2 separate regions of the Xenopus laevis genome follow, and region 2 is linked to region 1. Evidence: chromatin contacts called from public Hi-C data. All regions are on one chromosome and are shown on one strand. The core of a region is the stretch at or near the end of the contact, and the rest is flanking DNA. Distances in the headings are between cores, read along the strand shown.

The links. A called contact is a pair of places that touch in the nucleus more often than the background predicts.
Region 2: a Hi-C map of the XTC cell line shows a contact between it and region 1, with 4 times the contacts expected there. The contact joins the enhancer-like site here to the promoter of LOC108719403 in region 1. A contact is called at or near these places in 2 of 4 Hi-C or Micro-C datasets (the XL177 cell line and the XTC cell line).

The regions. Positions count from the first base shown.
Region 1 is chr6L:150,517,511-150,521,067 of Xenopus_laevis_v10.1, forward strand. LOC108719403 (zinc fingers and homeoboxes protein 2-like) reads left to right here and starts at 1,386. Exons shown (of 4, transcript XM_018268247.2): 1 at 1,386-1,516.
Region 2 is chr6L:150,574,622-150,577,777 of Xenopus_laevis_v10.1, forward strand. LOC108719403 (zinc fingers and homeoboxes protein 2-like) reads left to right here. Exons shown (of 4, transcript XM_018268247.2): 4 at 831-1,505. Among protein-coding and RNA genes, the nearest start is that of derl1.L, 16 kb to the right of the region's middle. Within about 2 kb of position 1,325, at least 1 of the 7 cell types and tissues checked has an H3K27ac peak or open chromatin away from gene starts, as enhancers often do.

The DNA of each region.
Region 1 (3,557 bases), core at 136-2,635:
AATTTCCAGGTGTGCCCTTACCCTTAGGGCAGGGGCACACGGGCAGATTCAGTCGCCTGATGACTAATTGCCTCTTCTGCGGGGCGACAATTTCCCCGAACTGCCTTCCCCCTGCTATAATGACAAAAAGCCAGCGCCAATGCACTTGCGGCGATTTGATTTCCGAAGTCACCTGAAGTTTCCTCGTGAGGCAACTTCGGAAATCGAAGCGCCGCGAGTGCGATTGCGCTGACGTTTTCTCATTATAGCAGGGGGAAGGCAGTTCGGGGAGATTGTCGCCCTTCAGAAGAGCCGATTAGTCGACAGGCGACTAAATCTCCCCCAATCTGCCCGTGTGCCCCTGCCCTTAGAGAGGATTTGTTTTTAGAGGGGGTCAGTGACTAGGGTGCAGGGCCGGAACTAGGGGTAGGCAGAAGAGGCACTTGCCTAGGGCGCAAAGGCACAGGGGCGCCAGCCACGTACCTCTTCTGACACCTTCCCCTAGCTCAGACCGCTATGTTCAGAAGCTGAGGCCACAATTCTATGTAGTTTACAGTCTTCTGTGCATGCGCACTAGTGCGGTTTTTGCACTTGAGCTTCCTTTCCGCTCGCACACTTCTGTGCATGCGCGAGCGGCAGGGGGCGAAGTAGTTGGCCGGGTTGCCTAGGGCACCCGGCCGAGTAGGCCCGGCACTGCTAGGGTGCCACCTGGCGGGGAAAAATTATGGTTGATCCCAATGAGGGAATAAAAAAAAAACGCCGCTTTTTCTCTGATCTGGGAGAGACAAGGGGTCCTGTTGCTGCTGAGCCCCCCGGTGGGTACGTTTGTGGGTGACGATTTATTGGGGGTAGTTGGAAGGGGCTCGTGCGTCAGGGGAGTCGCTGCTCTGTATAAAAACATCTCTACGTTTCTTATGGCGACATAATCTCCAGCAAACATGGCGGTGGGGCGTTACATACAGAGACATCGGGGGAGGGAGCGCTGCTGCTGCTCCGGGATTATTTAAATGAGGATCAGAGCAGCAACCAGGGGGCAACGTTTTGCTTCTTCAACTGCCGGGTGTGAGTGCTGAGCGGAAAGTGCGCTGCTGCTGCTGGGGGTGCGTATTCCCTTAAAAAGGGGGAGCAATGTACCCGCCACCGGGGTCCAGGAGACCGGGATGTTTCTCCAGTTGTTGAATTGCAGCTCAACCGCCCGCCCTGCTGTTTGTGAGTTGTAGTTGAACTATAGCTCCTGCGCTGGGAATTCTGAGGTCGTGATCAGGCCCGGACTGACAATCTGTCAGTTCGGGCAATTTCCCGAAGGGCCGCTCCATTTTCCTGTGAAATGGGCCGCTTCTGATTTGTGGCGATTTGTGGGTAGAGAGACTTACAGCATGAACATTGTGATTCTGCTTCACACACACCCCAAGCAGCTGCGTGTTCCTCCCTCCTCCTAAGATCAGTCAGGGAAAGGCAAAGTCCCTCTGATTGGCCAGCAGACGGGTTGGGAGGTGTCAGAGAGTTCCCGTGCTGTTTCACGAAGCTCCTAGGAGAGGTAGGGGTGTCTGTGTGTGTCTGTGTGTGTCTCTCTATGTTTGTGTGTCTCTCTATGTTTGCGTGTCATTTTGTGTGTTTGTGACTCTGTGTGTGTCTCTCTGTGTTTGTGTGTCTCTGTCTGCGTGTGTGTGTCTCTGTGTTTGTGTGTCTGTGTGTGTGTGTGTTAACATGTGGGCTGCTTTGTTTGTTTTTTGCCCGGGCTGCTTTTTTCTCCCAGTCCGGCTCTGGGACTTGTGATGAAAAAATCAACTGGATCTTCTGGGTCTGTACAGCCAGCATGTGCCAGGGAAAGAGAAAGTGAAACAGCTGCTGCTGCTGCAGAACTTCTTGTGAGACCTCCTGAATGTAGTGGGAGCCAGTGATTTGTACTTAGTAGTGTTGGTGTTAAAGTCGCCTGCTATAAAGCACACGCAGCGCTGAGTTTTTAGAAGTTGCCCGATGTTTCCTCGTGAGGCAATTTCAGGCATCTTCTGAAAACACAGCGCCGCGTGTGCTTTAGCGCAGGCAACTTTTCATTATAGCGGATGGGAAGAAACGCGAAGGCAGTTCGGGGAGATTGTCGCCGGTAGAAGAGGCGATTAGTCGCCAGGCGACAAAATCTCCTTGAATCCCCTCGTGTGAACTAACCCTTATAGCAGGGTTGTTTGGTAAAGGCCCCCTGGGCTGGACTTTGAAATTTACAGGAATTGTTAAAGGGGTGGTTCACATTTAAGTAGGGTTGCCACCTTTTCTGGAAAAAAATACTGGCCTTCCTATATATGTGTCTTTTTTCCCTATTAATAACATTGGGATCAGCCATCATTTTTACCGACCAGGCTGGTAAAATACAGGCCAGATGGCAACCCTACCTTTTAAGTAAAATTTTAATATGTTACAGAATGGCCAATTCTAAGCAACTTTTCAATTGGTCCTCATTATGTATTTTGTATAGCTCTTGAGTGATTTGCCTTTTCCTCCTGACTCTTTCCAGCTTTCAAATGGGGGTCAGTGACCCCCCCCCCCATTTAAAAACAAATGCTCTGGTAAGGGTCAGGACACACAGGCAGATTCAGGGAAATTAGTCACCCGGCTACGGGCGACTAATCTCCCCGAACTGCCTTCCCGTCGGCTAAAATGCTGGTGGCGGGATGGCACTCGATGCAATTCGTTTTCTGACTTAGGAAAAGGAATAGCGCCAATTGCCACCCCACCGGAGATTTACATTTTAGCCAACGGGAAGGCAGTTCGGGGAGATTAGTCGCACCGACGAAGAGGAGATTTGTCACCGGGCGACCAATCTCCCTGAATCTGCCTTATGCCCTGACCCTAAGGCTACTTTTTATTACTCCTCTTTCTATTCAACCCCTCTCCTATTCATTTTCCAGTCTTTTATTCAAATCAATGCATGGTTGCTAGGGTAGCTTGGACCCTAGCAACCAGATTGCTGAAATAGCAAACTGGAGAACTACTAAATAAAAAGCTAAATATCTCAAAAACCACAAATATTAAAAAAATGAAAACCAATAGCAAATGGTCTCAGAATATCACTCTCTACATAATACTAAAACGTAATTCAAAGGTGAACCACCCCTTTAAATTGGCTCCAAAGATGATTTCGTATGACATCATAATGGTGATCTAATGTAACGTGGCCCCTGCTGTTTAGGACATTGGGTATTATGGTGCTGTGTCGAATCCTGTGAGCAGAACTGATTTATGATGTTTTATACTGATAAGCACATTGTCATGGTCACTGGGAAAGTGCTGTCCCCAGGAGCTTGCAATCGAGATGGCAGGAGAGCATAGCACATTATATATCACTGTGATTAAAAGTTGGATAGCAGGTAAAGTAAAGCCTTGTGTTTAAATACATCTAATTCATCGCTGCGAAATATTCTGGCGCTATATAAATAAATGTTAATAATAAATTAGGGCATGAGGTTAAAGTACATCCCCCTGTTTGCCTTGGGTTTAGAGGAGGAGGGGTTCCACTAAGGACTACTGAAACTGAAATGTGGTTTTATTGGGGGGGCTGTAACTTGGGGGATTGAACGACTGTT
Region 2 (3,156 bases), core at 75-2,574, 57 kb after region 1:
TGGATAAATGATCTTTCCTTAATTTGGATCTTAAAGGACCAGTAACATCAAAATCGCAAAGTATTTATTAAGAAATAACTTAGCGAAACTCCGCTTGCGCTCCTCTTTAGAAAAGGCGACAGGGCAACAATCCATTGCGGGTCGCTCGATTCTGCCCTCTGGCTATTTCCTATAAGGAAGGCAGGGAGGAGAAATCAAGTGCCGCACGATGGAGTTTCAGTACGTTGGTTCTTAATAAAGACTTTGTGATTTTAAAGTTAAATATGTCTTGGTGTTTTTTTTCCGTTATATACAAACAAATTCAATTTTTTTTTTGATGTTACTGGTCCTTTAAGTCTACTAGAAAATCATATAAACATTAAATAAACCCAATAGGCTGGTTTTGCTTCCAATAAGGATTAATTACATCTTAGTTGGGATCAAGTACAAGGTACAGGTATGGGACCTGTTATCCTAAATGCTCGGGATGTGGTGTTTTCTGGATAACAGATCTTTATGTTATTTGGATTTTCATGCTTCAAGTCTACTATAAAATCATGTAAACATTAAATAAACCCAATAGTCTGGTTTTGCTTCCAATAAAGATGAATGATATTTTCGTTTGGATCAAGTACAGGCTGCTGAGAAATAGGAAATTATTTTTAAAAATTTGGATTATTTGGATAAAATAGAGTCTATGGGAGACAAGCTTTCTGGATAATGGGTTGCGGGTTTCTGAATAACTGATCCATACCTGTATGCCAAATCTTACACACAAATTAAAATATTTTTAGGAAGCGTCTAGAAAATATTAGAAGGCAAAATTCAAATGTTTGTTTTCTCTCTTTCAGTTTAGCGGGTCCGATCCAGTGTCCGGACGGTCTTAGTCTTTGAAGAGAATATAGAAATCTATTTTCCTACAAGAACTGATAATGAAATCAAGAATATTGGTGAAATCCTGGCACAGAACTCCTGGACTACAATTAAGTTCTTTTTGCCAAAGAACTAGAAGACCATTGTACATTTTTTTTGTGCTTAAATTGGAATCATTTTGAAACCATTGAAAAAAAAAAACAAGTTGGGTGCCCCTTTTTATTTGACAGAAAATACATTTGCTTTTTTTTTTTTTTTTAAATTCCCGGAATTGTTTAGAAATAGTAACCACTAACTTGTATTATCGCCCTCTGCCTGTATATACAGTATATATATTTTTACTCCTTTGTGGTACATCCATGCAATTGTGGGACCACTGCCTCGGAATGGTTGGTGTAAATCCAAGAATTTAACTTTCATACAAGAGAAAAACTCCAGTTGTGACTGCAGTTTAGTAGAGCAAGAGACCCCGCCCCCTTTTTCGGCAAGCGCCTCTGCTGTGTTCAGAGGATTATTGATTTTATTCTGCTTGGCTGCAAATTTGACGGACCTCAACAAAAAGGGCTTCCTGGTGGCTTGAGAAATTTTGGAACATTTTCATATAATTAAGTGAAATAATGAGGAAGGTTGCTTAGGAAATGTGCATTTTAATTAGTGGGGGTGGATACTTTTCCAAATGAATGTTTTAGAGTCAGGGCGCACGCTCAGATTCAGGGAGATTAGTCGCCAGGTTTAGTCGGGGCAACTAATCTCTGCAAACTGCCTCCCATCGGCTAAAATAGAAATTGCCGGCGGGATAGCACTCGGAGCGCTTAGATTAGAAGTCGCCCGAAGTAAACGGAGCCCTCCCGAGTGCCATTCTAGCCGACGGGAGGCAGTTTGCGGAGATTAGTCGCCTCGACGAAGAGGAGATTTGTCGCCGGGCGATAATCTCCCTGAAAGGAACAGTTCAGTGTAAAAATAAAAACTGGGTAAATAGATAGGCTGTGCAAAATAAATAATGTTTCTAATATAGTTAGTTAGCCAAAAATGTAATGTATAAAGGCTGGAGTGACTGGATGTGTAACATAATAGCCAGAACACTACTTCCTGCTTTTCAGCTCTCTTGCTTTCCACTGATTGGTTACCAGGCAGTAATCAATCAGTGACTTGACCACATAACTGTTGCTTTTGAATCTGAGCTGAATGCTGAGGATCAATTACAAACTCACTGAACAGAAATGTCCCATGTGGCCCCCCTTCAAGTCACTGACTAACTCAGAGTTAGAGAGCTGAAAAGCAGGAAGTAGTGTTCTGGCTATTATGTTACACATCCAGTCACTCCAGCCTTTATACATTACATTATGGGCTAACTAACTATATTAGAAACATTTTTTATTTTGCACAGCCTATCTATTTACCCAGTTTTTATTTTCACACTGAACTGTTCCTTTAAAGGACTTTTCTCTGGAAGAGATGAGCACAACAAATGATTGCCCTGCCCCCTCCCCTCCATTTTTAGGTCTAGTCACTGATCCAGTGAGTGCAATTTTTTTTTTTCTTTAACCCCCGCCCCCCGGCGCTCTCTAAAAAAATGACTTGTATATGTTGAAATAAGAATAGATGTGTCTGGGAAGGGGGAGGGAATATCCTTATTTCGGTATACTGCACAAATACGCTAAGAGGTTTGAATAAAAGTTTTTAAAAAAAAGTCTTAATTTCATTCGAACATCAGTGAAGTAGCGGCAAGACTGAGCGAACGCAAGTTTAAAGGAACAGTAATACTAAACAATGAAAGTTTATTAAAAGAATGACAATATAATGTACTGTTGACCTGCACTGGTACAACTGGTGTGTCACTCCTATAGTTTATATAAACAAGCTGCCGTGTAGCCATGGGGGCAGCCATTCAAGTACAGGATACACAGTAGATAACAGATAAGTACTACTATAGTTTATATAAACAAGCTGCTGTGTAGCCATGGGGGCAGCCATTCAAGCACAGGATACACAGTAGATAACAGATAAGTACTACTATAGTTTATATAAACAAGCTGCTGTGTAGCCATGGGGGCAGCCATTCAAGCACAGGATACACAGTAGATAACAGATAAGTACTACTATAGTTTATATAAACAAGCTGCTGTGTAGCCATGGGGGCAGCCATTCAAGCACAGGATACACAGTAGATAACAGATAAGTACTACTATAGTTTATATAAACAAGCTGATGTGTAGCCATGGGGGCAGCCATTCAAGCACAGGATACACAGTAGATAGCAGATAAGTTGTATACTACAGAGCTGTGTATCCTGTGCCCTTTCTC